4 separate regions of the Mus musculus genome follow, and all the other regions are linked to region 1. The links are chromatin contacts, called in public ChIA-PET and Hi-C maps. All regions are on one chromosome and are shown on one strand. The core of a region is the stretch at or near the end of the contact, and the rest is flanking DNA. Distances in the headings are between cores, read along the strand shown.

Evidence for each region. A called contact is a pair of places that touch in the nucleus more often than the background predicts. ChIA-PET counts read pairs in DNA pulled down with a chosen protein or histone mark.
Region 2: a Hi-C map of CD8 T cells shows a contact between it and region 1, with 2.5 times the contacts expected there. The contact joins two enhancer-like sites. A contact is called at or near these places in 8 of 484 Hi-C or Micro-C datasets (CD4 T cells, CD8 T cells, the G1E-ER4 cell line and 4 more), 3 of 115 datasets of contacts at active chromatin or transcription factors (effector CD8 T cells, large pre-B cells and memory CD8 T cells) and 2 of 9 other capture datasets (adipose tissue and pancreatic islet).
Region 3: an RNA polymerase II ChIA-PET map of memory CD8 T cells shows a contact between it and region 1, with 104 read pairs. The contact joins the promoter of Rhoh here to the enhancer-like site in region 1. A contact is called at or near these places in 4 of 39 promoter capture datasets (the C10 cell line, HPC-7-derived erythroid cells and pre-B cells), 4 of 484 Hi-C or Micro-C datasets (the HPC-7 cell line, Th1 cells, double positive thymocytes and 1 more), 4 of 115 datasets of contacts at active chromatin or transcription factors (bone marrow-derived macrophages, effector CD8 T cells, memory CD8 T cells and 1 more) and 1 of 9 other capture datasets (adipose tissue).
Region 4: a contact with region 1 is called in an RNA polymerase II ChIA-PET map of effector CD8 T cells, with 34 read pairs. The contact joins two enhancer-like sites. A contact is called at or near these places in 2 of 484 Hi-C or Micro-C datasets (LSK cells and double positive thymocytes) and 3 of 115 datasets of contacts at active chromatin or transcription factors (bone marrow-derived macrophages, effector CD8 T cells and microglia).

The regions. Positions count from the first base shown.
Region 1 is chr5:66,071,725-66,078,534 of GRCm38.p6, reverse strand. All of the region lies in intron 3 of Rbm47 (RNA binding motif protein 47), which reads left to right. Among named protein-coding and RNA genes, the nearest start is that of Gm40310, 65 kb to the right of the region's middle. Within about 2 kb of position 3,269, at least 159 of the 459 cell types and tissues checked have an H3K27ac peak or open chromatin away from gene starts, as enhancers often do. A contact at or near this core is called in CD8 T cells, the G1E-ER4 cell line, the HPC-7 cell line and 9 more, where this site is marked.
Region 2 is chr5:65,829,719-65,836,528 of GRCm38.p6, reverse strand. It overlaps a transcript of N4bp2 not described here. Among named protein-coding and RNA genes, the nearest start is that of Gm3521, 25 kb to the left of the region's middle. Within about 2 kb of position 4,153, at least 35 of the 459 cell types and tissues checked have an H3K27ac peak or open chromatin away from gene starts, as enhancers often do. A contact at or near this core is called in CD8 T cells and the G1E-ER4 cell line, where this site is marked.
Region 3 is chr5:65,861,008-65,867,817 of GRCm38.p6, reverse strand. It overlaps Rhoh (ras homolog family member H), which reads right to left and starts at 4,234. Exons shown (of 3, transcript NM_001081105.2): 1 at 3,937-4,234.
Region 4 is chr5:65,878,855-65,885,664 of GRCm38.p6, reverse strand. The region is part of intron 1 of Rhoh (ras homolog family member H); the gene reads right to left. Among named protein-coding and RNA genes, the nearest start is that of Rhoh, 19 kb to the right of the region's middle. Within about 2 kb of position 2,949, at least 45 of the 459 cell types and tissues checked have an H3K27ac peak or open chromatin away from gene starts, as enhancers often do. A contact at or near this core is called in bone marrow-derived macrophages, effector CD8 T cells and microglia, where this site is marked.

The sequences.
Region 1 (6,810 bases), core at 2,020-4,519:
ATTAAACCCTCACCACTTAATATTGTCTGTTATCGTTCACTAACATTTCTGGGTTGTCAGACCTATCCATCCCTCCACTTATCCATCCATCTATCTATCCATCTGTCCATCCACCCATCCTTTAACTGTTTATTAAAAGCTCATTCTGGGATGTGTTCTCATCTCTCAGTTCTTTTTATGGCATTGTTTTGAGGGAGGGTCTCACTGTGTGCACAGGCTGGCTTTGAACCTGTGGCAGTCTTCCTCAGTCCCCAATTCAGGGACTCCAGGTGTTTGCCCTTTGCCTGGTTCCATTTTTCAGTTCTTCAACATTACTTCTTGTGCTTCCTCCTCCCAGTCCTGCGTTAACAATTATCTGTCATCATAGTCCAGCTTTGGCTGGCATGGATCTTAATAAATACGGAGTCTTGCAGTCTATACACTTCTGGTGTTACTCTCTTGGCGCTTATATCTGTGATATTTGCCCAGGCTCTAATTTATTAGCTCCTTTGCTGCCTAGTTTTGCTTTGTAGGAATAGACCACATTTTAAAAAAAAAAATTATTTCAGGAGTTAAAACTATGAGCGTGAGCTTAAAAAAAGTCATGCCTCCGTGTGTCAGCTCTTCACAAAGTTGGGTGACCTCACAAAGGGTGGGATAGAAATGTTATCACCTGAGAGGGCAGAGGGAGGACCACTTTGAGGGAGTGTGTTTGCTAAGCACTCTGCGTGAGCCATTTATTTAACGGAAGCAGTTGTCTCAGGAGCAACTGCAGCTGTCTTGTATGAGGAGCCCGGCCCGAGAAGCTTTGCCAGGTTACAGTGGAGCCTGACTCAAGGTGAAAAGCATTTACCACACTAGGGAGCAATCTTGTTCTAGAGAAGGCTGTTGGGGCTCTGCCACCGCGATTTCCTAAGAGTCTCTCCCTCACTCGTTTCAGTGCTAACAGTTGAATCAGGGCTTCCTTCGTGCTTGGCAAGGGACGGCTTCTGAGCTGTACACCCCAGCCCCAGTCAGCCTTACAGAGTACCGGGAAGAGGCGATCCTCTGTTAGAAAGCCAGCCATTGGCTTGAGCTTTCTCTCTTTTGTAATTCATCTGTTTTGAAGATAAGACTTTCTGGGCTCTAACTTGTTTGTTTTACTTATGATTTTTTTCTTTGAGATTTTTTTTTTTTACTGTATTCATTTATTTCGGGGGGGGGGGGGGGGCAGACACATGCCCCAGCACCTGTGTGTGTAAAGCTCAGAGGGCAATTTGAATAGGTTCACTTCTTCCTCCACAGGGGTCCAAGGACTTGATCTCAGGGTTGACTGAGTCATGTCACCAGCCCTTGCTCGAAACTGATTCTTCCTCACTAACTACAGAGATTCTCAGCCCCGTATTCAGCAGCCTTCAAGTTTTTTCCTAAGTTCAAGCTTTGCTATGCTTGGATAAAGAATAACTGTCATCGTAAGAGAGCTAAGTGAATTAAGGCTGAGTTACTGATTTCCTGGGAGTCAAAGGTCCCTGTTTTAAATAGAACCAGAGGAAGTCCTTACAACGGGGCTCAGGCTCAAGGGGACACCTTGGGAAGAGGAGTTCAGGGAAAGGAACGTTCTGGGGAAAAAAGCTGCACGTCTTGTCCAGAAGGTCCCTTCTCGGAATAATAAAAGACAGCGTGTGTCTTCACAGTACTTCCTCCTAGCTGTGAATGAGAGGGACTCTGTTCTAAACTTGGCCTTGGTGTGTGACGGAGCTGTGTGTGTGAGATCTTGTCAGTGAGGCCCGATGGCTGCATGGTCCACTCTCTCCCCAGGGGCATCCGTGAAACTACCCTGAGAGTGTCTCAACTGAATATCTCACATCGCTTCTAGAAAGAGCAAGGGTTCCTGCTTTCTGTGCAGTCAGAGTTCGTTTTCCTCACTACTGGTAGAGAGCCTTTCATAGGACACTACTTTAAAAAAAAAAATCACCAGCTGGCCTTGAATATCTTTAACTTTATGGACAACCACAGCGGCAACATCTTGTAATTGTACAGTTAAAAAGAAAAGAAAAAAGAAAAGAACCCACCCCCACCCCCCCACTTTCTTGGCCTGGAGAGATTGGTCAGTGGTTCTTTTCCCGAGTTTAGTTGGTACCCTTTCATGGGTGCTCACCACAACCTGTAGTGCCAGCTCCAGGGCATCCTCTTCTGGCCTCCGTAGGCACCTTGACACTGGTGCAACCCCCACACCCCCAACACACCTGTAAACACAATTTATAATTCAACACATCTTTTAAAAAACTCCTTTCTCAAATAAACTCCATGTCTACCATTAGCTTTAGTCTTGCGATGTTAAATGAGAACGTTGAAATAAACGATATGACCACCTATCTGGCTAGGAGAAGAGCTGACGTGTGGACTTTCCGCCTCCGTGGACCCAGCTCTTCTCTCTCTGGCCCCACTCCTGCCACCCGCACAGTGTGTGGTGACCTGTGTCAGCATTACCTTTGGTCTACGGGGGCCTCTCAGAACACAGACTTCATGGTGTGCCTTCCATGTGTGAGACACTGCACCAAGTGCGTTAGGGGTTCACCCCTAGCCCCCACACAACTCTGCTAGCTCGGAATCCTTCACCCTTCTCACTGAAGGGAACCAAGGCTCGGAGCAGTCGGATGATCTGCATAAAGCCATATATTTGCCATGTTCACCCTGTCAGCTGCCTGCCACAGGTCTGAAGAAAGCCCTGCCTTTCCCCTATCTTCATCACAGTGGAGCTCAATGCAAGGGGCCTTAAACAATTTCTTTTCCTCCTAAGTCTTGACTTTTATCCACACCATGCCCCCTGATGGATAGATGTTGTCTTTGTAACTAGACATAGATGTGGGTTAGATTCGATTTTTAACTTAGCCTTTAACTTTCAGAGCCGAAGGAAAACCAGGGTTAGGGGCTAGGAGGTCAGTGGGCCTGCTTGGTAGGCTTGGCAGGGACCTCTTTGCGGGGAACCCTGGAATAGAGGTGGCTTCCTTGGGCAGAAAATTGGTCAGATGACTCTCAAGCACACAGAGATGTGTGTGTGTGTGTGTGTGTGTGTGTGTGTACACGATCGCTCACGCATGTGCCTGTGTGGAGAAGGTATGGCAACAGGCATTTATGGAGGCAGAAGCAGGAAGCTGCCTGCTCGTGTTCCTCATACAGGAAGCAGAGTAAAAGGACAGGAAGTGGGGCCCGGCTATAAAACCTCAAAGCCAGGCTGAAGAGTACTTAAGAGCACATGCTGTTCTTGCAGGGGACTTTGCACCATACAGCAGTTAAGTGTGTACAGCCCCAGTTCCGGGGGATCCGGCACCCTTTCCATTCTCTACAGACACTAGGTGCTCTCATGGTATGCCTACATATCCAGGCAAAACACTCATATAAACAGATCAGAGGGACAATCTAGGGGGCAACCTCAAAGCTCACCCCACAGTGACACACTTCCTCTTTAAAGTTTCACAGTCTTCTTGAGACAGGGCTGCCAACTAGGAAGTGAGTGTTCCAACACAGGAACCTACCGGCGCGTTTTTAATTCAAACCACCATACAGGGCTTCTGGGTCTTTGCTGAAAATGCTAGGCTTTGTAGAGCTATGAGCCCCGGGAATCCTCCTGTCTCTACTTCTCCAGCAGAAGGATTACAAATCTACTCCACCTTGAACATGGGTGCTGGAGGTGAACACTTAAGCTCACGGAAGTTCAGCAGCATTTTACAAACCTGTCATGCCTTGTTTTGTTTTAAAGATTTATTTATTCATAGGCATGATTGTTTTGCCTGCATGAATTTCTGTGCACTACGTTTATGCTTGGTACCCAAGGAGGCCAGAGAGAGGCCATCAGAGTCTCTGGAACTGAAGTGACAGATGGTTGTGAACTGCAGTAGAGATGATGAACACAGACTCTGTAAGAGCCCTTAGAGCCAGCGGCCAACGCACTTATTGTTGAGCCATCTCTCCGGCCCCTTGTTTTGTTATTCTGAGACAAGCTTTTGCTACATATCTCTGGCTGCCTATGTAATTGAGGCTGACCTTGAACTTGTGACAATCCCACCTCTTTCTGCCTCTGAAAGCTGGCATTGCAGGTGTACACTACCACACCTGATTGCCAAGAAGAGTTCTTTTGCTCTCAGTATTCTTGGCAAAGGAAACTGCGGAGGTGCATCCAGATTGTTACTGACGTGGCTCTGTGGGCCGTTGTTCTCCTGCCTGGGAGAACAAGAGAAGTGAAATCAAGGGGTACCCAAATCAAGGGGTGCCCAGAATGCTTTCCAAGCTTTCAGGCAACCAGACAGATACCTTGGATGTCCATAGGGTCTAACAGCCATCACCCCAAGGATGGCCTCCTGCGTCCCTACTCTGGATTTCATATTGAAAGAGCTAATTAGCAGCTGGGCCCTTTCCCTGCTAGCACAGTGGCCTGTGTGTTTGCCGCTAGGTATGCCAACCCCAGGTGGGTTTTGAGCATCATTGCTGAGGCACTGTTTGGTGTGTCAGAGCGCACTGGCCTATTTCTGCTGGCCTTCCTTTCCAGCAGGATTCCTAAACGGAACTTTGTACCACAAATGAACCTGGACTCCTACCTGCTGAGGAGTTCAAGAGACTGAACCGTGTCCCGTGCAGCTTCCCCTCATTTAAGGATTGTGAAACCCCAATGGGTTTAAATCGATCATTGTTTAAACGACTGTCCTCTCTGTGTCCGCTCGCTGCGTATGCAAACTCTGGAAGAAACCAAACAAAGATCTCATTCTGCTTCTCCTCCAGCAATGACTTTTTACTGTAAGAACATAGGAAACACCTGCTTGCTCATGGTTTCGTTGTTTAATACAGAATCTCCCTCGCTCTGTAACTCAAGAACTAACTTATAGATATAGCCCAGGATGGCTCCAAACTCACAATCCTTAGCCTCCCCAGTGTTAGGGTTATGGAGTTGTTTATCTTTCATTATTTGTTAAGAAAATTAGAGCAGCTTGACTACATTTTCTGCTGCTATTTGATACGTTACTCTAAGAAAGCAATAAATAGCCCCTCACGAAGACAGCAGGCCCAAGGATGTCCTCTTGGGACTAGCATCCCACTTCTTGAGTGGTAAGGACTGTTTGTGCTGCATAAGAATCTGAATGTAGAAACGGGCAGGGAGTGGATGCTGTTGAAGGAACACATACCTGGGTGAGGGACCCGATTCACCTGGACTTCCGTGTGATTTAGAGAACCCTCTATTCCATTCTTGCCTGCTCTCTGAGCTGGTGTGCTGGCTACACTTCTCAGGAGCACTCTTGTTTGTGCCGTAGGAAAAAATAAAGAGATTTGTCTTGTTTTAAGTAGGAAACAGATTTGGAAAGTGTATTTTTATTAGAGAAATTAGATATTTGGAGATGCTGGCTTATGAATGGTAGTGGGACATATTTTTCTCACCCTCTTCCCTTTAGACGGGGTCTCACTATCTATGTAGCCCAGGCTTACCTCTCAACTCACAGATCCACCTGCTTCTGCCTCCTGAGTGTTGGAAATAAAGGTGTGTGTCACCACACCCAGAAGTGCAGTATCGTTTAAAAATAGAGTTTTAGCCAGGCTTTGGCTTCATGCCTCTAATCCTAGCGCTTGGGATACAGAAGTGGTTACTATAAGATCAAGGCTAGCTTGGGCTAAAAAGTGAGACTCTGCCTCAAGAAAACAGACAAGAGAGAAAGACAGGGGAAAGGGAGGAAATTTTATTTCATTTTTTAAAAAAGATTTATTTATTATTACACATAAGTTCACTATAGCTGACTTCAGGCGTACCAGAAGAGGGTGGCCAGATCTCATTATGGGTGGTTGTGAGCCACCATGTGGTTGCTGGGATTTGAACTCAGGACCTTCGGAAGAGCAGTCAGTGCTCTTACCCGCTGAGTCATCTCACCAGCCCTTATTTTATTCTTAAATACAAAAACAGAAATCATTTTTAGAGAACTGTTTTCATTTTCACAGTTTTCATTTAGAAATAAGCACTCATTGCTCGTTCCTAATCAGAGTCTTTGGTAAAGAATTTACTGTTGACAATTCAAAAAACGATCTATTTTTGAATCAGTCATATAAAAATTGTGATCAGTGGGTTTAGAGAGATAAAGAACACTGATTGCTCTTAACAAAGGACCCAGGTTCGATTCCCACCACCTACATGGTGGCTCACAAGTCTTTGTTTCAGGGGATCTAATGATATTCTGCCATCTGTGGATAATAGGCACACAAATGATATTCATAGGCACCCACACAGACACAGAAAATAAAAATAAATCAATCTTTAAGAAGATTAAGGATTTGAGTGAAATGTGTACCAGTTAAATGAATCTCAATATTTTGGGTGGGGGAAGATTTTCAAAACAACTCATTTAGTAATCTAATCCTATTAATTTGTTATGGGTTTGATTTGTTTGTTTCTGTCAGTTTTGTTTTATTTTGAGACAAGATCTCACCATGGAGTCCTGGGTGGTCTAGACTCTCTTTGTAGATCAGGCTAACCTCCAACCCAGAGAAACCTGCCCACCTCTTCTGCCCAAGCACTGGCTTGTACCACCACGCCCCGCCCAATTTGACTTCCCACCCAGTTTGATTTCTGCCAAGACCTTATCGCAAAATTGGAGGGAGCGAAGCAGAGGAGGGAGTGTTAACAGTCTTAATTCGCTAAGGAAAACATGTGGGTTACAACTGAAGGGAGGAACTTGCCACAAGTAACCTATTTCCCACCGCAGATGAGTTCAGTTTGTTTGGTTTTTTTTCTCTATGTCTTGCCACCTTGCACATGTGGACTCTGTATGGACAGTGGACGTGAGGCAGTGAGTGTCGAAACCTTAAAAATGGGGG
Region 2 (6,810 bases), core at 2,904-5,403, 240 kb after region 1:
CCAAGTCTGAACAACTTAAGCCCCACGCTGAAGGGAATGCACCATGCAGGTCCAGGGCACAGGCTGTGTGCCTGGCTGATTAGTCTGAATCCTGGCTCTCTCACCTCACGTGCTGTCTTGGACAAGGCGCCTCAGCATCTCCCTTCCCGCACCTAACTGTTCTGGGGCCTAAGCGAGCTAGTGCACATAAACACTCAAGGTACAGAGATGAGGAGTACGGTGGGAGCCACGGATGGATCAGGAGTGCGGTGGGAGCCACGGATGGAGGAAGTCTTTGGTGGGGACCGTTCAGCTTACACAGCAAGTTCACTTACAATTCAGGGTCCAATCTTGAGGGTAGAAATCTGTATTTGTAACTACATAGTTTATGGATAGTTCTTGTGCATACAGCTTGAAACCAACTACTATGACATGGAGAGAGAGAAAGAGACTATATATTTACACTAAAAAAAGTAAATTTTACAGTTCTTCCTAATATACCCATTTTTGTTTTCATGTACAAAAAGAAAAGGCTCCATCAGATGATAATGTGTATCACTTGCTGTTGGATTAAATGATGGGAGGAGGAACTTTAAATAGATCCTGGACCACTTCCTTGAATGTTTTCCCTTGAGACCAGGGACTCAATGAAAGTGAAGATGAGCTCCAGTTCCTAATTCCCCTCCCCTGAATGCTAGAATTGCCAGTGTGCACTCCCTCACCCAATTCCCTGGCAGACTCTTTCCTATACAGCCCAGGTACCATAATTACTCTTCATTGTCAACGTGATTGCGGTGGCCATGGAAACACTGTCCTGGGAATGTCTGTGAGGGTGCTGAGGTTCAACTGAAGACTAAAGATTTCCCCTTAGTTGTGGGCTGTCGCAGACTCTCTGGGCCCCTTTGTCTGTGTGGAACGGGTCTCTAGTCATGGGTGGATAAAGTGTAGGATGAGTGACAAAATAGACACACACAGGAAAGTTTGTGTGGAATCTGAATGTAATGTCAAATCGAGCATCAGACTTTTTATGTAAAAGACAGTAAGGAAGTTGGGTGACATATTTGTAAGGTACAAATGAGGTAACCGGATGCTTAATGACTCTGACACAGAACAGAGGAATGAAAACGCAAAGACTGGCAGGAGCTGGGCAATAAAATAACTGAGACAGAGTCAGCCCTATCTAAGGTCAGCTGTAGTCTTAGAAGCCAGGTGTGAGAACTTTTCACTCCTAGGGCAAGGGCTTTCACACCCAAATCATGGTTCTAACTAGGGAGTTCCGTTCTAGCTAACCATCTCATGAATAATGCAATACTCTAAAACCACAGCCCGATCTACTTTCTAAACCATTGTAAATTTTTGTATATGGGAGCGACTTGGCTTTTACTGATAGTGTAATACCAGAGGCTATTTTGAATGTCACTGTCTAGCTTAAGGACATTCTAGGACTGTAGGAACACTGGCGGAAGGCTTTAGCTATGTTAGAATTTAATCTTAAAAGGCACTTATAATAGGAAAATACTGAAAGAGAGCACGTGGATCTATACTCTAGACTAACGCGGGAATGGAGAATTAAGATAATGTCAGACTCTAGGAGAAGAGCTTTCTTGAAACTCTTTTTGCCTCATGAGCAGCTTTTAGGCATCCCTGCCTGACAGGCTGACTCGACCGGAGTACACACACACACACACACACACACACACACACACACCCCGCTGTGATGAGCTGCACCTTCAGACTGTGAGCCAAAATAAAGCCCCTTCTTCCCTAGCTTGCTTTATCACAGCAGCAGGAAAAGTAACGGCTACAAGCCAAACATCGGGTTTGTCGGGGGCTTGTCATGCTGCAGAGACTATGCTTAAACTAGCGGACAAGTGTTTCCCCAAGATCCCTAAGTAGCTGGGACGAGGCACACAACTGCCCCCAGTGTATCTATCTCTTCTCCCCAGTGTAGCAGATATGGACGTCACCTTCTCCTGCTCCACTTCTAATGAGCTTGCTGTGCTGCAGGGCTGCAAAACTTGCTTCCCAGACCATGCCTGCAGATGAAGCTCTCTACGGAAAATCGGCCTTGCTGAGGTCTGGAAGTAGTAAGGTCCAGGGCACCTCTGTTGCTATTGCTTACTCTGCTGAGAAATCACGTAGCAGAGATGTCTCCGTTTTCTGCAAACCTTTTCTGATATGTACTCAGGGTAAGCTAGAAACATCTGTGGTGGTAGCTTCCTTCCTGGTGCCTCACCTTCAAATCTAGCCACGGTAGTAGCTACTAGGCAGGTTAATTCTGCAAGAACTCATTCCAGACACAAGCCTACCTACCCTCCACTTCTTTAAATAACCCACTGACAAGAAAAAGAAGAAAAAGAGAAAGAGAAAGAGAAAGAGAAAGAGAAAGAGAGAGAGAGAGAGAGAGAGAGAAAGAGAAAGAGAAAGAGAAAGAGAAAGAGAAAGAGAAAGAGAAAGAGAAAGAGAAAGAGAAAGAGAAAGAGAAAGAGAAAGAGAAAGAGAAAGAGAAAGGAAAGGAAAGGAAAGGAAAGGAAAAACGTTTTCAGTTGGACACAGTGGCACATCTGCAGTTCCTACATATGGAAGGCAGAAATGAGAAGAACTTTAGTCTAGGCCTCCTCACGTGATCATGTCTCATAAGAGAGAACAAACCAAAAATCCTACCACAACCAAAAACTGTCTATACAGTTTTAAGTGTATTCAAAAGTAGGTATTCAATATTCAGCCCATCTTCAACAGTTACTAACTTACATCCAAACGGATTTTGGTTTTGAGGCAAGATCTCCCCCATACCATCCAAACTCCAAATTATTGACCCTCCTGACTGCCAATCCATGCTTGAATCCACGTAGATCCTGAGCTATATTAGTGCATCCCCCACCACCTATTTTCAAGTAAATCTCTACCGTGTCATTTCTAGCATGCACTTTGTAAAGCAGCAAACCTTAAGAGTTCAGCATGACCACTACCCACTCAGTGCTCACACTGCTAAAGTACCGTTTATTGTAGTACATTTTGCTTTGCTGAGCCAGAACCCACAGAAAGAGGCAACTGGCTAACATATTTCAGCCTTTATGTCTAAGTCCTCCCTTCATCGGTGTTCTTCTCTGCAACTGGTTTTGAAGAAACCATCTGGGCTGGAGAGATGGCTCAGCAGTTAGGAACACTGACTGTTCTTCCAGAGGTCCTGAGTTCAATTCCCATCACTTTTATAGATGGCTCACAAACCATCTATAAAGTGATCAGACGCCCTCTTCTGGAGTGTCTGAACATAGCTACAATGTGTGTGTGTGTTTTAAAAAACAAAAACAAAAAAAAACCTATCTTGTTCACTTCCCACTCTATATTTTGGTGACTGTGCCCGATAGTCTGCTTGACCTAGTTCATACTTCAGTCTTCCAAAATTCCTAAACATTGCTGGGTATAAAGGCTTCATTCTCCAAGATGCAAGTGAGTTTTCTGAGCTCTGCGTTAGCCTCAGCCAGGCAGCTAACAATGGCGTGACTAGTTTGGGAACACTTAAATGCAGTTCCTATCTTGAAAGATGTGAGGGGTTGAGGGGGGTTGAGGGGGGTTGCTGCTTTTTGACCACTATGGGGTGGGTATGTGACTTTCAGCTGTTCATCTGTGAAAACCAAAGATTAACCAGTGGCAATGGTCCTTGCCAGCTCCTGGGGTGGGGAAACTAGTTATCTGACCTATTCTCATCCCTTCAAGGACAAAGTGTCCTTCAGGGTGCTAATTTAGAGGTCTCTTATTAGTCTCTTATAAGTACCAAGTTTTCTGGGCTTTCAGTTGTTTTCTGAGGTACCTTTGGCAAAGGGCATTTCCACCTGGCCTTGGCAGCACCTTCTACCTACTTGCTAATTATACCATGTTTTTAGAGTGTTAATGATTTCATTCAGAATTTGTAGCTTTCCCAATTCCCCCAGTGGGTCAGTCCAAGTATGTACAAAACACGCTCATATCTCACATTAAATAGAAAAGGCAGATGTAACAATTCCAGGAGCGTGACTAGATAGATTAGCATCCTCCAAGGAGCTCTGACCGAGCTCTGGCAGGTCACGTAGCTCCTTCCCTAATGAAGGCCACAAGGCTTCCCCTTGTGGTGAAGTAGGACTGGCTCCCACAGTAATACTTTCATTTTCTTTAGAGGATACCCTAGATTTCTCAACTCTCGGAAAATTGTGTCCACTACAGTACACGTCACTCCTGACACAACTTCCTTTGTTATACCACTGATACAATGAGAATGCAAGCTACAGGCCTCAAGGCAAGGTGTTCAAAAGAAGCGTGGCTGTCTTAGACATGTCTCACTGCTTCTTGTTTAAAAGAGTATTTATCTGATGTCATGGGAAAGAAAATATCCTCAGCACCACTTCCCAGTACCCTTTAGATAAGGGGCCTCACTACCACCCCGCTCCACCTCACTTTACAGCCTGCAGCTTCCTGCATCTGACGGAGACAGGCCACTGATGGGTTACACTCACTGTCATTTCTCCACCCTTACGTAATGAATATGCTTATACTGTGAAACTTCAGTGATATTAAGAGCTAATATCTCTTCAGCTATTAAAACTAGTGAAAGAAATTGTGACAAGTGTGGCCCCAGGGACAGCGCCAGATCCCAGCAAAGGCAAGTTAACGCACATAAAGACAAAGACTTCTAAATGCTTCCATCTTTCCCTCATTCAGTTACACATTTGTAGCAGGAGAGCCGTGGTTAAGCTCCCCCACCATCTAAAACCGTGACCTCCTCTCCCCAGTTCCTTCTTCATAAGCAGGCTCGGAGTCCTCAGATACAGAAGGAAACCTAGCTCTTAGCCTGTTTTACTTGTTGCAAATCACACGCACCAAATATTGAGCTTTTTGACATGATATAGTTAAAAGAGGAGGCATAAAGTAACATGCCAATGGGTTAGCTAGGCAGTATCACCAGGAATAGTCTACAGGCTACACCCAGGTGCTACCACTAAGTTGTCAAAAGTGATCCTGTTAGCAGTCAAATGATGAACCCGGAATCAATTTCCTCAGCCATTGCTAAGATTACTTGAATGCTTAAAATCAAAATGCATAACATTGTGGGTTATCCTTATTACTCTTTAGTATTTGGAAGTTATCAATCACCTGATAAAGGAATGCATCAAGCACTAATTTCTACTTATCTGTACATATATCATGGTAAAAATGACAAGGCAGAGAGTGATAGCTATTCTTTCTTTCAAGAGGATACTCAAACCTTAGCTAAATATAGGCAGTCTGAACCAGATACTTCCCAGACTTGATGTAGGTGCACGTGACCTCATGACTACATTCTGGCTAATAAAATGAAAATTGAAATGTACTACAGAGCTTCCAAAAAGCACCTTTCAAAGCGCTGGCACCTGCCCACTGCCACCCTCCCATCCTTTCAATAAAATGACAAAAAATTAAAAGGACCTTAAATTCTTCAAAACAGTCATGGATCAGAGAGCTCACACCAGTCCTAGATCTTTACCTCTGGCATTTAGTATCAAGAGAGAAATAAGCCATTGTTATGTCTTATCCAAAATACTTGGTTACTCATCTCTCCAAAATACTGGCTTTCTCTGGATACAGGACAAAGGCAACTCCATAAATGAGAGATTTTCAGACATGTTAACCAGCCACCCCTCCCCTCTTTTCTTTTTTTTTTTTTTCTTTTACTTTTTATATTCTTATTTGAGATAGGGTCTGACTATATATAGCTGTTCTGGAACTTACTATATAGACCAGGCTAGCCTCAAACTCAAGAGATCCTCCTGTCTCTGCACCAGCACATCAAGCTCGTGTCTCTCTCTAAGGACATATGCAGCTGTTACACACTAGGAATCAGATAGTCTCGGTTGGTGTTGTGCCTCTGCCACTAACTGGCAAGTCAGTAAACTTCTGTAGTCCTTATGTCTCTATCCATTGAACTGGGGAAGCACCATCTATGTAAGAAGATCCCCTAGAGACCCACATGTAGGCATATATGAAAGTATTAGGCAATATGAATCACTATACACATATTAATTGCTGAGACTATAAGACAACTGTGAGTAGAAACTATATTACACTGTATTTTCAGTAATAAGTGCTCAGTAAATATTTGTTGAATAAGTATGCTAACATCTTCGATAACTTATTCTTTTTTTTTTTTTTTGAGCTGAATGAAGCTGTTAGAGAATTGTTTGTGTTCCTAATGAGAACAAATAACTCCAAATTTTGATTGTCAGTCAAAAGATGCAAGGGTGTGAAGAGAGAAGCTAGCCCACCTTTCTTGTCCAAAAGTGAACCCACTTGCATAAGCAACACAAGCTGGCACGGTTGTCCAGAAGTGTAGATTTTATGACACTGTTCCCAGAGAATCACAAAGACACATCTTTAAATATTTAAGCCACTAAACCGACCACATCAAACAAAGGATTTCTTCACACTGGACTGTGATGAAAGCATTTTATTAAATTAATTGTGTAATTTGTAAATGGTTTCATAAGAAATTTTAAAAGCAACGTTATAAACATTTTCAATAAAAAAGTACAGAGTTGACAGCAAAAAAATCACATTTTTATAGTACAAATAAAAACATTTTGTTTCTGATATACCATCTGAAAATCTTATAGTCTATTCTTCAACTGCTAGCTGCAATGTGGCACTTTAATGAGACAGAGGGGGAATTCAACAAAGCAGGTTCATCACCTGACCACGGAAGTCAAGCTCAAATGTGAGGACAGTGAATGAACTCCGGCATCATCTAACTGAGGTTACGAAGGCTTCAGGACACAGGTGTGTTCGAGCCTCGTTTCTCTATTCGCTTCTGTAAGGAGGCAT
Region 3 (6,810 bases), core at 2,985-5,484, 210 kb after region 1:
TGAAAGGTTCTGAAAATTCACCTTATTCTTGTCTGTTCAACAAAGGAGGATTTCTGTCAGCCTTATATGCAAATAACCAATAAAACATTTAAAAACGATAGGGCAATCCTATGTCCCTTTGGACTTGATTAACCACCAACTCACTGAATGTATTTATTTCACATCTACTTCCCTGAATAAGGTCATGTACACACACTACCCAGTTGCTACAACAATAAACTGAATGAATGACAACTTGTAGCTCTCAGGGGTACAGTGAGAACCCCGCATCCTGTTACCTCACCAGGGATACAGTGAGAAGCCTGGCGCCTGTTACCTCACCAGACTCGACCTTGGTTTTCTTTTCTAGGAAATGGGGAAGAAGCCACTGCTGACTTCAGTTTTACCAGAAACCAAATGGCAAGATAAGAAGGTCCCAGCTTACACTAGAAGAAGCCATCACACATCAGTTATGCTCTGGAAATCTCTTCCCAAGTGACTCACTAGCACCCCATTCTACAGGGATAGAAAGAGGGGGAAATGATCAGACACTTTCTCCTTGATAGTAAATCTCTCCCTTTGAGCTCTCCCAGAATAATACTGTATCGCTCTACATGTATACAACACTTTAGCAGTGGTTCTCAACCTGTGAGTCATGACCCCTTTGGGGGTCCCATATCAGATATTTACATTACGATTCATAACAGTAGCAAAATTAGGGTTATGAAGTAGCAACGAAAAAGTTTTGTGGTTGGGGGGTCACCACAACATGCAGAAGTGTGTGAAAGGGCCACAGCGTTAGGAGGGTTGAGCACCGCTGGTCTAGAGGTATTAGAGAAGGCCCTTTATGAAAACAGGATTGAGCTAAAACTGCTCATACCCTTAATCCAGTCATGTCACTCCCAGAAACTCATCTCAAGGAATAAATTCAGGACAAAGGAGAATCCTCTTCGGTGTACAAATGTCAATCACAACACAGAGAGGTCAGTCAGGAGCACCCCAGCACTGTTTACCGTGCTGGTGTTTGGGGACGTGTTTGGTGTTGGGGTAGGAGAAAGCTTCGTTTAATGGCTCTCAGATCATCTTATGCAAAAAAACTGGTTCCATGTCATTTTGGGGCTTGTATTTTCAATCACACGGATTCCTGGATGCCCTTTCCAGGGCTATGGTAAGACACATAAAGTTCTCCATGTGGTTCTGGTGTCCAGCCAAAACTAGACTAGTCAACCTTACAACAGTCATCCGTATCTCAGAACAGCGTGAAAGTTCCTAGTGCAGACTGTCCAGAGATTGCTCAGAGCATTCAAGCAGTCACAGGGGTGACTGGGCAGGTGAGGACCGAGGCCAGGTGCTTCTGGTACCCCATCCCCACCCCTCCATCAAAGGCTTCCTTCTCTCACTGATCACCTCAGTCTAATATTGCCATGCTGCCTCTCAATTCCCATTCATGGCCCACTTTCTGGCTGCTGCCCCGAGATCTCTCGCCAGAGCCTCGCAACTTTGACACATAATTGAGAACCGGCTTCATAATTAGCATACCAGCTACACAATGCACTCCTAAAAAGGCTTTCTGATCCATATGAACCTGCAATCTAGAGGAAGGGAAAGCAGGAAGCTTTGAACCCAGGTTTTCAATGGCCCTAAGCATCCAGACCCCAAACCACTTCTTCAATAACTCGCGGTCAAAAGTATTCCAACTGTGGAGCAGGGATGAATTCTCAGCTGTATCATGCTAGCATTGCAACTAAAATACTGAAGTAATATTGCTTGACTTAAATGGGGTCAAGAAATAAGCATCTTTCTCTGTCCTGGGTTCCAAGAACCTCTGTAATTCTGCCCACTACCTTCAGACACCCTTCCAGACAGACACTCACAAACAACTGCAGATGCTCAGAGCCAGCTGGAAGAGCTGGCATGGAAAGGCTTAAAACATTGCTTTCAAATCTGTTCTCTTTTCTTCACATGTGAACACTATAAAATATCTAAACTCTGTGTTTGGTCTATAGTTCATTCCCAGCCCTTTACCTGTCACCCCCAATTTCCCTTAAAAGGAACAATGTATTTAAAAAGGTAAGTTTGTAGAAAGCTTGCCCCTGGGCCAGCTCAGCGCCCTTTTTTTTTCCCCCATTGTCCATAGCCAAATCCTTACAAGTCCTAAGGGCTGACCTTTGAGAGTTTATTGTAAGCTAGACACTACATTAAGCACTTTGTATATTTTATCTCAACTGCAGCCTTTGGGGGGAGTAATTTTCAGTTATTGCTACTGTTATTTAAAGGTCTCTTATAATAACAACACAAAAAGGAACATTGAAGAATTTCAGTGACTTGTCTGACGTTCCCATGGCCCAGAAATAACAGAGCCAAGCTTCAACATGGGCCCCTGGACTCCAGGTTCTTGCTCATTTGCCATGGTTTTAGATTCCAGTTTTCATGGTCCAGGAATCACTATAACATGCTATCTCTCTAAGGGAATGTCCGTGGAAACAACTGTTATATGGCCCAAAGGGCTCACTCTCTTTGAAAGAGAAGCTCTTCAAGGTCAGAGACTTGCTTATCCACCTAGTCAACCTCCCCAGAAGAAAGACAGATGATTGAAAGTCTTTAAATAGGAAAACAGACACAGAGGTTCCCCCCGACCCCCACCCCAGGCCTTTCTCTGCATCCACAATGGACTAAGGAACACTGCTAGAGGCCCAAGGGGTATCACAAAACAGTCCTAAGCACTCAGAAGGTGGCCCAAGGATGCAAAACTGGCCGAGTCCCTCTACAAATGGCTAAAAGAAGGTTTAAAACTACAGAATGTAGTCTCTTCTCATTCATCTCTCCAGCTGGCCCACACCCTGTCTTTCTAACCCTGATCCGGCAGAGGGTAAACCACTGGGCCAGTCTCTAGGCCAGTCAGTCTCCTCTTTATGGAAAGTCCACATGGCCCTCCAAGTCTACAACAACCTTCCCCTTCTCCATCTGCTAAGCCCCCATCCTTCCTAAGGCTTCCTGCTAAGCCCCCATCCTTTATAAGCATCCTTCCTTCTGAGCACTCCAGCTCACTCCCAGAACCCTTCTCGAAACCCTACAGCTGTTAAAGCTTCTGTGACCCAGCTTCTTCTTCAACTGTTTCCTAACCTGTATCTTTCGCTGTAACTACTAGACTTGAAGGTCCACCGAAGGACGGGTTTCCTTATATTTCTCTTCTCTCATGCACAGCACCATCTTAGATCCGGTCGCTTGAACCCATCTGTCACAACTTTAATTTAGTGAAGCACCTAAAACCGGTGATTTTCCCCCAAGCTTTTGTTGCTGTGGATGTTACAGCCCAGCCAATCTATTGGCAGTGCACAGCATGAAACCTGCTGAGAAACTAAATTTAATCTAGAAATGTACAGAAAGGGGCCATTGGGATTGAGAATAGCTAGATAGGAATTCTGGGATATGGTTTTTATTTCGATTTTTTTTTTCTACATAGCTAGATAACTTTAAAGCTGCTCTCTGTGGATGCTGGAGGGCCCTTAGATTTCCTTCATCAAACACTGCTGCATGAAGTCTAAAGTCCCCACACAAGCAAGCTCTGACACAGCCCCAAGAACATATGGGAATACCTTAGAAACTAAGACTCAGTGGCACATGCCTGTAACTCCTGCACCTGGGAGGTGGAAGCAGAAGGGTCAGGAATTCAAGGCCATCTTTGACTTCACATCAGCCAGCCCAGGCTATCCAAGACCTCATCTCAAAACAAAAACAAAGCAAAATAGAAAGAAAACCAAAGTGTGTCTTGTTAAGACTCTAGAGTTGGGGTAGACGGCCGAACACACCCCCATCTCTGAGTTTAGTCTACACTTTGCAACAAATTAAAAAAGGTCATTACAATGTTCAGCCTAAAGAAGAAGAAAAAAATCTTAACAAAATCACAGAGATTCCTGAGACACCGAAAAAACATTTTTAAAGAGGCAAAAGTCTTACCTGGGGTAGAATGCCAAGTCTCATCACCAAAATGACTGACTCCGGAAGTCTAAGTAGCTCTCCACGCCATGTAAAAGCTAACGTAGCTCAAATCTATTACTGCTGAGAGTCCCTCCTGAGGTCTACCTCTCTCTCTCTCTCTCTTCCCCAAGGCTCCCAATGAGTCACTGTTGGAAAAGCTGCAACACCGGACTGGCAGAGTCCAGCCCAAGGTGGTGGGCCTCAGTGTCGGAGGTGACCGAGGCAGAGGAACACTCCGAAAGTGACAAAAGCGATTAGCAAGTTCCTGTGCCGAAGTGAGTTTCCTGTGGCTGGCTTCTCCACAAAGGGGTTTCGCCTGTGTGGGTTTAGGGGCCTGTGCGCATGTGCGTTTGTTTCCCTCCATGAGCCTGTGAAACCTACCCAAGCAAGAGGCCAAATAGGGCTTTTGCTGCACGGCTGGATTTCTGTTTGATTACCGTTTTATCCTTTCTGGATCGTTTCTCTCTCTCCATTCCCTCCTGTTGAGGGAAGGAAAGGGGGTGAAACTGGGATGATTCTTTCAGGAAATGAAACAAGAGAGGAAAATCGGTTTCACTGTCCTGGCTGGTCTCGGTTAACTTAAGCTTAAGTAAAAGCACTTAACTAAGAACTTAACTTCCGGGCTGAGAATGGAGCCTATGGGTAGCGTACTTGCCTGGCCCTGTGTTTGTGCCCCGTACTGAATAAAAGCCATAGTTCCTGGCACACACCTGTTATCCCAATGTTCAGAAGGATCAGAAGTTCCAGGTTTCCCAGGTATGATGGCACCTGCCTTTAATTCCAGCGCTCAAGAGGCAAAAAGCAGGTGGAGTTCTTTGAGTTCAAGGCCAGCCTGGTCTACATAGAGAATTCTAGAACATCCAGAGCTTCACAGAGAGTCTCTGTAAAAAAAAAAAAAAAAACTCAGCTGTACACGGAGTTCACCACCAGCCCAGCAGGAGACAGTCGGTGGGTTCTCTGGATCACTCTGCCTTATTAATAATGAGTTGTGCTGCCAGTATTAGTAACAATTTAAAAATGAAGGGCATAGCAAAAGTCAAGTAACCGCCACAGAGCAGCACCTGGGCCGGGAGGTACTAGACCCTGTGCTGTTTTCTGACCCCTCTGAGTTTCATTATTTGACTAAAAACACAACTGTACTTGTCCCTCCTCGCTGTGCCAGCCAGGTGTAGAGACCATCTGCCACAATGTAACCCCATGGTCAAACTGCCTAAACCAGCCATTTGACTCTCCTGAAGTATTAACACCCTCCCCCCTCCCCTCCCCCTCCCCTTCCCATGCCCCGCCACCCTAAGTCTTGAATCACTATAAATGCTACTGACCAGGATGGTAACTTGCTCAAAATATCGGAGTGCCAAGTAGGCAAACAGCAGAAAGACCTTAAGGCAGACATGAGATTGGATTAGCCAGGCCTTAGGTACTTTAAATGGGATTAAATGGCACGTCTCTAATCCCAGCACTCTGGAGGCAGAGGCAGGCAAATCTCTGAGTTCTGGTCTACAGAGTGAGTTCCAGGACAGTCAGGGCTACACAGAGAAACCCTGTCAGAGAGAGGGAGAGGGAGAGGGAGAGGGGGAGAGGGGGAGGGGGAGAGAGGGGAGGGGGAGAGGGGGAGAGGGGAGGGGAGAGGGGGAGAGGGGAGGGGAGAGGGGGAGGGAGAGGGAGAAAGAAAGGGGAGGGTGATAGGTCAATGTACTTGAAGCGTGGTATGGACAGAAGAAAGGAGACAACATCAGGCTTACAAATAGACACATAGAAGCCTCTATGAGCCCCCCCCCCCCCCGTAGCAATTTACTAGTAAAGTAGGAACTTAGTCTCTCTCCAGAAAATTCCTTGTGGGAAGCTTGATTACCACTGGAATATTATTAGGTAGGCAAAGCACAAATAATTTCTTTGCCTCTGAGTTTGTGTTTCTAAGGGTGAGGGCAACTGCTACAAACACCAACACCTCTGCCAGATGAAATGAGTTTAAAAAAAAAAAAACAAGAAATCTCTCAGGAGGGTGAAGTCAAAGGACTAGGAACTTGAGGCCATCTTGGGGATACACAGAGCATTTCCAGGCCAGTCTGGTTTATGAGACTTGTGTTTTAAGTTTAAATAGAGAAATATATGTGTGTTGAGATGAGGTCAAGAAAAAGTGAAAAAAAAAAATCAAACAAGGGTTGGGTTCAAAAGGAAAGCTTGTGCCCTTGTGGCTCTAAGTGTTCTGGCAGGCAATACGAAGCAGAAAAAAAGACATAGAAAACAAAGCACTACTGGGTAAACATGTGCTCAATACTGTAATCCCAGCGTTCACCAAGAATTCAAGGCCAGCCTGGGCTACAGAGGGAGGCTGTTCCCCAAACACAGGAACAAATAAGCGACACTAGTTACCGAGCTGGGGATGGTGGTCCTCTGGCTCCTGGGTGCTAAGCCCACATAGACACTTTGCCTTTGGATTTCCACAGGGAGGAAGGAAACCAAACCGCCACCCTTAAGCAGCCTGTAGCAAGGTCTGTGCAGTGAATCCTCCGCAGTCTCTCCTTGGCCAGGCTGATTTCATCTCGACACCCTAGGGACAGGTGTGACAGGGCAATGATGTACCCTCTGGGTTTCACCAGGCCGTTCCAGTTCAATCCAGATGAAGACTGACGTCAACTGTGCTTTGAGAAAGGCATTACCAACGGTTTTTCTCACCCAGTTTCTGAAAGCTCTGGTACTCCAAAGCCGAAGAGTTCAAAATGATCTACCTGTGGGGGGTGGGAGAATGCAGGCTGCGGGGGGGGGGGGGGGGGGGGTTCCTCAGGGTACCAGTGAGCTGGGCCTACTCTTGGGAGGAAAGAGAAGGGCAAAGTCAGCTGCCCTCGTGGACCA
Region 4 (6,810 bases), core at 1,700-4,199, 190 kb after region 1:
CTGGACAACTAGATTTGCTTAAGTCTCCTGGAAGCACTCACTCTAATTTTTGGTTCCTTTTTAAACTATCAATCTTACTTTCTCCTTTTGGAAGAAGACATAGGAAAGTGAGCCGCTGCCTCCAGTGACAGATTATCACGGGTGCGTTCCACCCAGCCTCCCTCGCCCTTCCTGCTTACACAGGGTTTGGTTTGGTTTGTTTGCTTGCTGGCTTGTTTTATATAGTCAAAGAAATTGGAATCGCACCTGTGTATTAAGTGGCACAAAGAAGCCATTGCTGGCTTTGTTGGGTGACAATCTTGTTGTTTTCATCGCCAAGGTGAAAATACAAAATCAGAAACTGTGTTTAGCTCCTCACGTGTATTTACTTGTAGGGAGGCAGAGTGCATGGCGTGTGCTGTTTATGGATCAGAGGAAGACTTGCCCAAGTTGAGTCTCTCCTCCCATCTTGTGGGTTCCAGGCACTGAACTCAGGTCACCGGCTGAGCCATCCGGGTGGCCCAGAGTCTGAAACTTTGTATCAACATAATCTTACATTGAAGATTTCACACCAGGGAAATTCTGTCCATGCACAAAATTATTTAAAGATACCGTCTATTATTACCTTCTGTTATGTATATATGAATTATATGTGAAATGTTAATGACTTTCATATTTAAACTTGGGTCCTATTACCAACATTTATCATCATACCTATGCAAATATTCCAGTCTAAAATATTCACTATTTAAAATATTTTTGTTCCAAGCAATTTAGACAAGGGATGTTCAGTGCACATGCACACACATGTTCTTGCATGTGCAGGCACATGTGTGTATCCTTATCTAACAGAGATGGTGACCCATTTGTAAGTGAAATAAATACAAATGCTTATATCTCTCTAGAAAACAGTGACAGCAAGTGAGAAAAGAGGGTGATGAATGAAATAAGACTGGAAAGCAAGCTGGAGAGATGGCTCCGTGGTTAAGAACTCTGTCTACTCTTCCAGAGGACCCAGCTTCAATTCTCAGCACCCATGTGGCAGCTCACCAAATGTCTCCCTCTCCGGAGGATTCGACACTCTCAGCACAGACGTTCACGCATACATACAGGCCACAAGCATCAGTACACATGGAATAAAGAAAGATTTTTAAACAACTGAAGACATATCGAAGTTGAGTGTTGGATATGTGAAAGAATGTAAGTTTCCTTTCTGTTTTTGTGTTTAATTCAAAAATTTTAAATTAAACATTATTTTAAAAACAGATTGGTGAGGTGGCTTCGTGGGTGAAGACATCTGCCATCAAGTCTGACAACCTGAGTTTGATCCGGGAATCCACATGTCCAGAGGAGAGAACTCACTCCCATAAGATGTCCTGAGGCCTCTACACACACACAACCTAGCGTAGCATATGCAGTGACTTCCTGTCCCCAACAAATAGATTAAAAAAATAATAAGTTGTAAGGTTTTAAACAGCGGGGTCTTTTATTGTAAGCATCACCAATAATAATTTGCCTTAAGCCCACAATCCTCCTGTCTCGGCCTCCCAAGTACTGTGCTTACAGGCCTGTGTTACACTGCCTGACTGCTCTAATGACTTCGTAAAGTGTTTGGAGGAATGCTGTTGGGACATCAGGTGACAAGTGACTGAGACAAACAGGCAGGAGCTCAGAGCATGTCCCCTCCAGGTGGAAGCCACCACCCCGGTTAAGGATACTAAAATAAAAACCTTGTGATTCCAGTCCAACCTGCTTTGTGTCTCAGTGAAATGTGAGCCAACTATATCCAGGCCCTTTTTAAAATTTCCTAAGTCTTCAGCTTTTCCCAGCCAAACGAGATGGTCATCGTTTCTTAAAGACTTTTAAAAATTCTTCTTAGGGATGGGAGGATATTAACTCTTTTCTTGATTAAATGCATTGCCAATATTTGTTTAATACATATGGTGTGCCCATATGGAAATTCCCCTGATTACTGGTGCTCCCTCATACTGAACAACCTCTAGTCTGTAGGGTAACAAGTCCCCCCACTGTGGAAACAAATTCAGTGTGTTGAAAGGACCAAAAGGTCATCAGCGTCAACCCACTCACTTCCCCCACAAGGAAGCCAAGAGTTACAGAAAGCAGCTCAGCTGCGACCGACTTCCACACCCAGAATGGAACCTGCTGAGTCAGCACATTTTCCATCGGCTGGGCATGTTTCAAATGCTCCCTGACTTTTCTTTCATATTTAAGCACAGAGCTCATAAAGCTAGCTAATGCCTCCAAATCATTCATTCTAAATTAACCAAGTCCCCCGCATCTCTCCAGGGGAAAGATTCTACCTCACAAAAGTGACCTTTTTCACTCAGAAAGTTGCTCCCAATTCTAATATGAAATTATTTCTCCAAACAGCTATTCTCTTTCTTGTTGACATACTTTTTAGACAGATCATTTCTTTTTCAGGTAATCGTTACCATAAGTCCTTTAGAATTAGGATAAACTCTTAACTCTTGGCATATTTAAATGATGAAGAAGGCGGGCCTCTTCGCCCTGAGAAGAGAGCCGTGATTTTGGTTAGTGAGAACATCTAACATCAGGAATCTGTGGAGGACCCAGGTGCGGAGGCTCTTCAGCTGATCAATAACATAACCTGCTGATCAATAACATAACCTTAGGTGAGTCACAGAACTGGGGCCACAAAGCATGCAGGATAACTGGGAGCCTACATGACTTCTGAGTCATCTGAGAGGATGCTATTATCCCACACCAAGCTGAATGCTCGACCTTTGGCAAAGAATTATAAAACACCAGCACTTGCCAGACGCTGTTTTAAGCGCTTTACAAAAACTGCCTCATTTGATGGCAACTGTACCCTGCTGTCAGCTCCACTGTCCCTGCAGTTTACAAAGGGGACAGTAAATAAGACACAGAGATGTAATGAGCATTGCCCAAGATGACACGCTAGTGAGGTAGACCGCTGGGGTCTAGACACCAGCAGTGAGCTGAGGAGACCAACATCAGTCTCTCTGTCCCCTCCAGTTTCCTGTTCTCTCTTGGGTTAGGCCTGCCTACCCCTATAACCTTAATAAGACTAAGATAAAAAATAACGGCAGTGTGGAGAGGAAATAACAAAATGACATTCTGCAGTGTGTGAGTGATTTCTTCCTTATTCCAAACACCAAACACAAAACAGATTTCTTTTCTGTTCTTTTTTCTTGTTGTTGTTGTTGTTGTTGTTGTTGGCAGCAGTGGGGGCTCACTAATATAACCTCTTGCCAGCATAAGGCCCTGGGTTCAATCCCCGGTAGAGAGAAACAACAAAAACAAAAGATCTGTTGTTTTTGATAAATGTTGTTGGACAAAACTCAGTGGATGTGTATTAGACAGGGCTGAACACTCCTCCATGTGACAAAGCTGTTTCTAAGAACAACCATGCTCTTGATTCAATCTCATTGCCACTAAGTTATAAGATACACTTCAGTCCCAAAATCTTACTTACATTCAGTAACATAGTTTATATATGCACTAAGACTTGTTCTTCCCTGTTGGAGAGCCTGTTATTAAGTTGTCAGTCCCCCCATGACTGGATGGCTTTCTGAGCTCGGTGTAAAATGGGGGGGCTTCCTCCCTCAACTTCCTCTCTTCCCTGTCTCTACCTGTCTTTGTCTGGAGAGTGTCCCTGAACACAGGTGGCTGGCCTTGACTGGGCTTTGGCTGAGAAGTGACCTTGTACAAAGCTCTCTACAATGCTGTATAGCCCAGCAAACACGGCCTGCTTCCCACCCGCATGATAATTAGCTGCTGTATCATAGCCAACCATCCCTTCCTGTTTGATTGAAGCTATGTCCAATTGGCCCTTTCCACCCACACCCCTAACTGACCCTTTACACACCCTATTTCTGAAACAATAAAGTAGACTCACTTCGTTGCAATGTCTCTGGAGGTCACTCTGCCACACTCAGCCTTCCAAACCCTGTTCGCTTTGTCCTCTCAGGCTGGTGGCCACTAGCATCCGAGGAGACAGGGGTGGAACACTTATCAGTCAGAATTAATTAAAATACAAAATTTCAAGAGGTCCTCTGGAAGACAAGGACTCAGGTAACTCTAGATCTGCTTCTTTGTCACTACGGCTGCCCTGTTCTCATCAGGGAATTCTGAATCTGCACACACTATAAAGAACTTACTCAGACAGGCATGGTGGCACCCATCCGTAATGCCAACACTTGAGAGTCTGAGGCAGGAGGATTGACATGAGTTTGGGACCTGCCTGGTCTAGTACTTATGAACTAGGCTACATAGCAAGACCTTACCTCAGTAAAGAGGAAGGAAAAGAAATGAAAGGGAAGGGGGGTGGGAGGGGGCAGGGGGGAGGGAGGGAGGGAGGGAGGGAGGGAGGAAGGGAGTGTGTGTATGTGTGTGTGTGGGGGGGGGGGGAGTCAAGAGATAAAGGAGAAAAGAGAAGAGAGGAGCAAGAAAGAAAAGAACTCAGTCTGACTTCATCACTGCCAGAGCACAGTGATCAGCCAAGAGGACTCTCTACCTTATTACCTTGTTCACCCCACTTTTTCTATATCTACCAAAAGTTTAAATGCAAACACCTTCTAACCAGCAGCTCCATTCTCTGAACACACTGTGCTGGAATATTCACGCATGTAGTAGAGGCAGGTGATAATGTCCATTGCTGCAGCTCTTGTAACAGCAACACAATAAATAAGTACACTAAAGTGAATGGTCCATGAAGAGGGAGTGATTAGACTAACAATGCCATAACCACACAATAGACTGTCACAGGGCAGGCACACACACACACACACACACACACACACACACACACACACACACACACACACGGAGAAAGTCAAATCACTCTTTGTGCACTGCCCAGCAGTAAACACTATACACGCAGAAGCAAGTTCTTGGCTTGGTAAAGGATTCTTCCTTCCCATTCATATAAAACTAAATGTGTAGATACAACCCAGTGGCCCTAATGAGAGCCAACTTCCCTTGTCCAAAAGAACGCTGAGCCAGGCAGAGCAAAAGACATACGTAGGTAAAAGCCCTTGCTCTCATCAGTAAGTGGCCACTGCAGCCTGCTGGAGGTCCTTACCTCACCTTACCCTTGCCCCTCTGGAGAGCAAATCTGATAGGTGCATGGCTGCCAAACCTTAAATTGCCTGATCCTTAAATCCTCTAAGTAAGAGAAGAGTCAGGTGAGAACACGAGATCCTGACGCTGTCTTAAGTTTTATACCTTCCTTTGGAACACAGACACAAGTCCTTTTTATATGGATTGCATCACAGATATAGTCCACAGCTATGCAATTAAATGTCTCCCTGATGCTCAGCTGAAAAGGTCAAGAGACTGAGACACGAAGTTATAGCACCCATAAAGACACTGGGGCACCTCTGTGTAGGGCTCTTCTTTTCTTCTTTTAATGGCTTAATGTATTGCTTATACATATATAATGCTCTATTAACATTAACTTAAACATTCACAGAAGTCTGAAAAATTAGAACCATCTACCTTTAATTGACTTTAACCTAAACTTGGTCTAATGGGGACAGAAGGTAACGAAGAAAATGTTAATGTGTGAGATCCTGAGGGTACCATTTGAACTAGATCCTGGAGTAGAAAGGACAAGAGGAGAGTGGACCTTGTCCAAACAGAGGACATAGCCCTTAGTTCAGGCTAGCATAAGGGAAAGCATGCATAGGTGGGTGGAGATAGTGTCTGAAGCAGAGACTGGGGGTGACACAGGAGATTCCTGGCCTGATTTAGCATTGCAGGTGCCTTCTCTCTGCATTCCAGTCTCTTCTGGTCTGTGTCTACAGCATTGACTGGCTATCCCCAAACCCTCCTACCTTTCCCCACCTTGGTATCCTTGACTATGCTGCCCTCCTTCCTCTTCTGCAGGCATTAAAGACACTTGCCACCTCGCCCAGCTGGACAGTCACTTTCAAGGAAGTATGGCACAGGAGACTTGAGTCAGGGTGGGATGGGCTAGAAAAATGGCTTTGGACAAGCCCAGGGACGTGACCACAGGGACATGACCATCTCCCATCCTCTTCAGCACTGCCCCGTCCGCTGGAAAATCCAGGCAAATAACTTTTCGAAGGCAATACAGAGCACACAAAATCATTTAAAAATCATACCAGTATATGTGCTGCCACTGAAAGCAGGAGTGACAAAAGTTGAAGAGAGGTGGCTTTGCTGTTCAAATTAGTGATGTCCTGATCCCCCATTTCTGAGACTCCTGCTATGTAAGGAGAACCTTCCCAATTATCCATGCTTCAGTTTGAGAGAAAGCGGGCAGCCTTACCTAACCTCAGGTATTTTATTATAGTAACAGACAGACTACAGACATTACAAAAAAATGCCACCCTACCCATTCACCCCATATCCACTGAGGATATTCAATAATTTGCATTAATGCAATATTGCTACAGTGACGAATCAAGCAGTCTCCCCAGTATTCTGTGTTTTGTGCACTCAGGCTTCTAACACAGAGGAACTAGAAGAGAGACTATCCCAACAGAGAAACACAGGGCTGCACTGCTAAGAGCAGTCACTGCTCTTAGGAACCACGTGGAATTCTTGCCTCTTATCACCTCTGATCAGGATGCTACAGTACACTATGCCCTGGAACATATTGCTCCAGGCCCTCCCAAGCATATCCCATGATGGGCTTATTTATTTCAGAGACTTTGTTGTTGTTGTTGTTGTTGCTGTTTTGTATGAATAAGTCTTACCCAAAGAGTACACCTAAAAACTTTTCAATGGGATCTTCTGTTTCATTTCTAACTTGGTCCAAGTTAAATGAGGGTATGTGTGTGCGTGCGCATGCTTGTGCGT